Linked DNA regions of Mus musculus: region 2 is linked to region 1. The links are chromatin contacts, called in public targeted proximity ligation maps. All regions are on one chromosome and are shown on one strand. The core of a region is the stretch at or near the end of the contact, and the rest is flanking DNA. Distances in the headings are between cores, read along the strand shown.

The links.
Region 2: a contact with region 1 is called in a targeted proximity ligation map of pancreatic cancer cells. A contact is called at or near these places in 1 of 484 Hi-C or Micro-C datasets (bone marrow-derived macrophages), 2 of 130 datasets of targeted methods (large pre-B cells and pancreatic cancer cells) and 1 of 9 other capture datasets (embryonic stem cells).

Annotation. Positions count from the first base shown.
Region 1 is chr19:32,135,487-32,138,433 of GRCm38.p6, forward strand. All of the region lies in intron 7 of Sgms1 (sphingomyelin synthase 1), which reads right to left. Among named protein-coding and RNA genes, the nearest start is that of Asah2, 34 kb to the left of the region's middle.
Region 2 is chr19:32,415,431-32,418,227 of GRCm38.p6, forward strand. No RefSeq gene overlaps it. Among named protein-coding and RNA genes, the nearest start is that of 2700046G09Rik, 28 kb to the left of the region's middle.

The DNA of each region.
Region 1 (2,947 bases), core at 400-2,899:
CACACTTCATAGTCTCTGTCTGAGCCCTCAACAGCCCCAACAATATCTCCATCTCCCTTTCCCGGCTGATTCAGGATCAGCTCAGAGGCCAGAGCTGAGGTGGCCTGGCATGCTCAGCTGTCGGCATCCACTAGAGTTCTTCTGTGTGGTTTTCTTCTGTGATATTCACACCTTCAGGTTCATCTCCCTCCTCGGTTCCTCTCCGAATGCTGCAGTCTGCTTAAGTTCAAATTAAATGCTGTTGGCGGAACAAACACAACGGCTGTGGTCTCCACCCCATGCACCTGCGAAGAAGCCCTGGTGCCATTTGTCCAGCTACTGGTGTGACCACCCCGGCCATTGCAATGCTTGCCAGACTTCTCTACTAAATATGTTATCTTTGCCCCTTTATAGTTAATAAGAAATGTGAATTTAAAAAGCTGTATAAGTGTTATTGGCCTTAACCTTCACCTAATAGCTTCAGTACATACCCATTATAGATTATGATTTTTGAATTATTTCCTCAAAGGCTACCAAATAGTCATCTATTTCTTTTACATTTATTAATTTTCCTAAGTCGCCTCTGACATTATATAAAGCCCCTTTTGATTTTTTACAGTCTGATATCGTCATGCTCAAACTGTCTTAAGCATAACCACTGAGGACTGAGAGGACAGCTCAGGGAGAAGAGGAGCAGGTGACAGGCCCGGGGCTCGAACCTCAGCACTGCCAAAGCAAGAAACAAAGCTTCGCAAAATGACACAGCCAGAGGGAGAGCTCCCAAGCATGACAGCCTGGTGTTTTAGAGTGCTCATGGGTGGCCTCTCGTGTCCAGGTAGCTTGAGACATTCCCCATGGTGAAAATGTCACTGCCCACCTTCTTGCACCCTGAGCCAGTGGGTAAAGTCTCCTCTGCGGCTGTCTGGAGCTCCCTGGTTAATGCCTATAGTCTCCATGGTGTATGACTCCTAATATCTGTAAGACTTTTCTTGCCTTTCCAGTGTCTCCCTTAACACAGGGCCTGGCTTGGACATCCCTCACCTCTAGTTCACACGACCATGAACAAGCATTACCTACTACAGATGTGTGGCCAGATAGATATCCTGTCTCTGCTCCCTAGCTACTCTGAAACACTGGGCAGAGCCACCTGCCTCTGAACTTAATGCAGTTCCTCCAGTCACTGTTTTGAGAACTAAATGAGGACAAGACATTGTGGACCACGGGTGGACATCAAAAAAGGATAACACAACTTAGCACCAACCAAAGCCTATATCCCTCTCACCCAAACATCCCACTGCATTACTGGGTAAATGTATTTTTAAAAAACAACTGTCAGTCCATCAAAACCTCCTACTAAAACCTTTCCTGACTTTCTATGGTTTGGAAATCCAAACTCATTAGAAGGGTTCAAGGCCCTTTAAATCTGCCCACAGCCTGCCTGCTACATCTCAGGCCACTGGGACCAGACGACCAGACCCCTGTGTTCCCTCAACCTCAAGTTATTCTAAATTCCCTTGCATGGTCCCCTTATACCAATGTTCTCGCTGCTTCCACTTGGCAGACTCTGACTTGTTCCTCTGAGCCTTGGCTCAGACACACCTCTAGCTGCATGCACGCCCAGCACAGTGGCTGCTTTTCTGTGCTTCCATGGCAACCAGAACCCCCATATCCATACAGGAAGGAATGACTAAGCCAGGGAGTGACCTGTTAGATCACACAGGACCCTTAGCTCTGGAGGCCCAGGGAGTGAGGGGGGGATGGACAGGACACTTACTATGTACATTTGTGACCTTAATATTCCACACTATATCTACCCATGACAGGTTCTCCAGAGATGTTTGCTTGGAAAAATAATCTCTTCTAATCAACTGAAATCATATCAACAATTCTGCATTTTCTTGCAATCTGAGCAAGTGACGACACTTCCTCAGTAAGGAAACTGGAGCTGCCAAGGAGCTATAAAATGATGCAAAGTGCACTTGTCAAATACAACTTTTAACCAAAGTGATAAATGTACAGATAGTAGAGTTGGACTTGTGAGAAAAACAGCCATAAAGGACTATTGTATTGAAATATGAATTTTAAAAATTTCTCTTTAGTACATACTTTCAGTATGTCTGCCATAAAATTTATTTACAATAAAAGTAATTTTTAAAAGACAAATTTTTACTACATTGCTGTCACTGTTGCTCCTAAAAGTGAAAAGAGAGAATAGCAACAGAGAGAAAAGAGAAACAGAAAAAAAGTGAAAACAAAAAAGGAAAATTATACTGACAAGAAATAGGAGTAGAGAGAAGATTGCGCAAAAGCGAGCACGTCCCCATGCCTCATGTGACTTAACTCGGTGACACCAAATTACCTATGCAATGGAATCAGCTCTTTCTGAAGTCCACAGAAGGCTGCCAAGGGCTAATCAGACTACCAAAGCTCCGCATGATTGAACTCTGTGATACCAAATTACTTTTGTATTGGAACCAGCTCTTTCCTCACAAGGTCGCTAAAGGCTCATCAGACGACCAAAGTGTGTCAGTGTGGGAGGCTTGTGAGATATGCCAACTGCCACCTCTGAACAGGTATAACTACAATTGCCATTGCCAAGAAGCAGAGTCTGCTGCCTTGCAAGGATGGACTTGTCCAAGGCAGGGGGTCCATGAGGCCAACATCTAAGGGAAATCAGCAGCAAGACCAGGGGGCTTTGATGCCTGAAATCTCACTCTGAGACAAGGGGAGAGCAGCAGACACACAAACTGTGAAGGTCTTCCCAAAGCTGCCCCACTCAACAAGAAGCATCAGATGGTACCAAACACGAACAAGGTCCCTGTCTGACGGGGACCCGTTGGTTGGCGGTCGGAATAAAATTCAAATGAAATTCTTCTGCCAAATGCCCTGGCTGAGGTGTCATCTCCGTTTTGATATCTAAGGTCAGCACAGAAACCACAATAGAATCAGCGTGTGGCTTAGGTTAAGG
Region 2 (2,797 bases), core at 226-2,725, 280 kb after region 1:
CAAATGATAATGCTGGCAAGAACAAGAAGGGGAGAGGATCCATTATTCACTGCTGGGAGGAGGGCAGAGCAGTCCAGCCATCATGCAGTTCAGCCTAGAGGCTCTTCAAGAGCCTAAAACAGAAAAACCCTACAACCCTTTGGCATGGTAGAGCTGGCTCATCTGATGTTTCTGTTCTTATGTCTTTCCAAACAGATCCTTGCACATCACTATTGTGCTAATTGCAACAGTGAGGGAAAAGAATTAGCCTGGGTGTCCAAGACACCTTAGTGAGTTCATGAAAACCTGGTGCATGTATGCAGTGGAGTTTAATTCAGCAATAAAGAAAAATGAAGTTGGAAACATTTGCCGGAAATGGATGAATCTGGAATTACGTGACACGAAGGATTCGTATCTTGGGGAAATCGATACAGCACGTTCTCTCTTCATGTAAACTGTACCTTACATGCTTATTAAGATGAGCATTAAGTCCTAAAGCCAGAATGAGAACTACAAGAAGGGAAAAAGAGGTCTGGGGTAGTTGTGGTGGGGAGACAAATGGAAAAGATGAAACACAGGGGAGTTGAGGAGGGCACCTCACGAGGGAAACAGATCAGTGCCTTGCTCAGCCATCATCGGAGATGCTTCCGCTGCAGCAGATGGGAACAAACACAGAGACCCACAGCCAGACAACATGCAGAGAGTGAGAGATCTTGGAACTCTCAGCCCTAAATCGGACTGCTTCCATCAAAGCTCCCTTCCCTTATGGCGCAGAGAACCTTACAGAAGAGGCAGGCAAGGGTGTAAGAACCAGAGGGTAGGAAGGACACCAAAGTATGAAGGTTTGTTATGGTAGATGCACACATGAACTTAGGCAGCACGCACAGGGCTTGCACGGGTCTGTACCAGATGAGGCCCTATTGCTCAGAGGGGAAGTGAACATCCCCCATCCCTAAGCCAAAAGCTATCTCCAACTGTGGACCACTTGCAAATGAAAATTTAATTTCCTCCAAGGGAGTCTCACTGGGGAAACAAACTAATTTTTTTTAAAGATTTATTTATTTTATTTTATTATATGTGAGTACACTGTAGCTGTCTTCAGATGCACCAGGAGAGGGCGTCAGATCTCATTATGGGTGGTTGTGAGCCACCATGTGGTTGCTGGGATTTGAACTCAGGACCTTCGGAAGAGCAGTTGGTGCTCTTAACCACTGAGCCATCTCTCCAGCCCAACAAACTACTCTTAAGGGTAGGTATAGGCTTAGATTTTTAAAAAACCTACTTTTAGTAAGCGTTCTCAAATGCTTCACACACACACACACACCATCCAAAGGTAGGAGAGAAAAGATAATAAATGGAACAAGGCCATGTGGACCTGCTTAGATGCAATTCTTTGGAGGGATTCCAATACCAGCAGTCCAGTCCAGTAGTGTCAGGATACCAAACATGAATCAGCAGTGGTGTATAATCTAGCAGAAACAGCCAGACCTCCATGCAATTGGCATGAGTCACAGATAGCAACCAGGACCTGACGAGACGCCAGGAGACGTTCTCTACTGTGCCTCTCTCAACACAGTGAAGATCAGTGAAGACAGAGACACAAGATCAATGAAGCATTGCAAGGCTACCTATGCAAGTGCCCCATCATTGTCCGTTGAGTCCTATTTATACTCTCCAAAATCACGTGCCCTCCCATGGGTTTTCCTCAGCAAGATCCCTTGTGAGGTTGCATCACATGATACAACCAGAATCTTCCACCTCAGGTGGCTCCACGCCCAGCAGTAGATGGCCAACAGAAAAATGAACTCAAGGGTGTCTTTGGAGGCTCCTTGTCTTACAATGTAAACATCTTGTCAGGCTTTTCCTTTTCTAAAAAAAGACTAATCTTATTATTTTTATTTTATTTATATTTATTTATGCATATTTTCTTTCCTCTTTTTTTTCCCCTTTTCCCTTTGTGTATTTTTTATGGCTTCCACTTAATGTTTTTACGGGATTTCAGAGTGTGCCAATAAGTGGATCTCTGCATCTATGTCTGTTTCTTATGCCTTCTGTTGGGCACTTTTTCTTCTATTTGTTTATCTTGTCTGATTCCACTGTGTTAGCTTCTGTTTTATCTAATTATATTATTATCCTTTTAAAAAAAAAGATTTATTTATTGTTATATGTAAGTACACTGTAGCTGTCTTCAGACACTCCAGAAGAAGGAGTCAGATCTCATTACAGATGGTTGTAAGCCACCATGTGGTTGCTGGGATTTGAACTCAGGACCTTCGGAAGAGCAGTCAGTGCTCTTAACCGCTGAGCCATCTCTCCAGCCCTTATTATCCTTTAGAAGCCTATTTGTTTTCTAATGAGAGACAGAAAGGGAGCTGACCTGGATGGGAGGGGAGGTGGGCAGGAACTGGGAGGAGTAGAAGGAAGGGAAACCAAAATCAGCACATATAATGTGAGGGGGGCAGAAACCTGTTTTCAATGAAAGGAAAAGGAGTAAAATCATATTGGATCTGACACACACACACACACCCAGCATAGCTGCAGCCATGTTGCTCCATGCTGCCAGCTATTTCATACTGTTGCTGTAATATGCCTGTCAGTCATTGGCACAGAAAAATAACTTGACTCAGAGCAGGGTCATGCTGACCATACACCCTGTTACGTTCTATACACTACGAGGTCTGCTAATCTTAAGAAATTGCACAGCCATAAACTTTACTCAGGACCCATCAAATTAAAGGTCAATATGAACTGTTATGTCTGAAATGGCTTAAGTCAGGGCTGACCAACAGGCAGCCCTTCTAGCGCCTACATATGAACT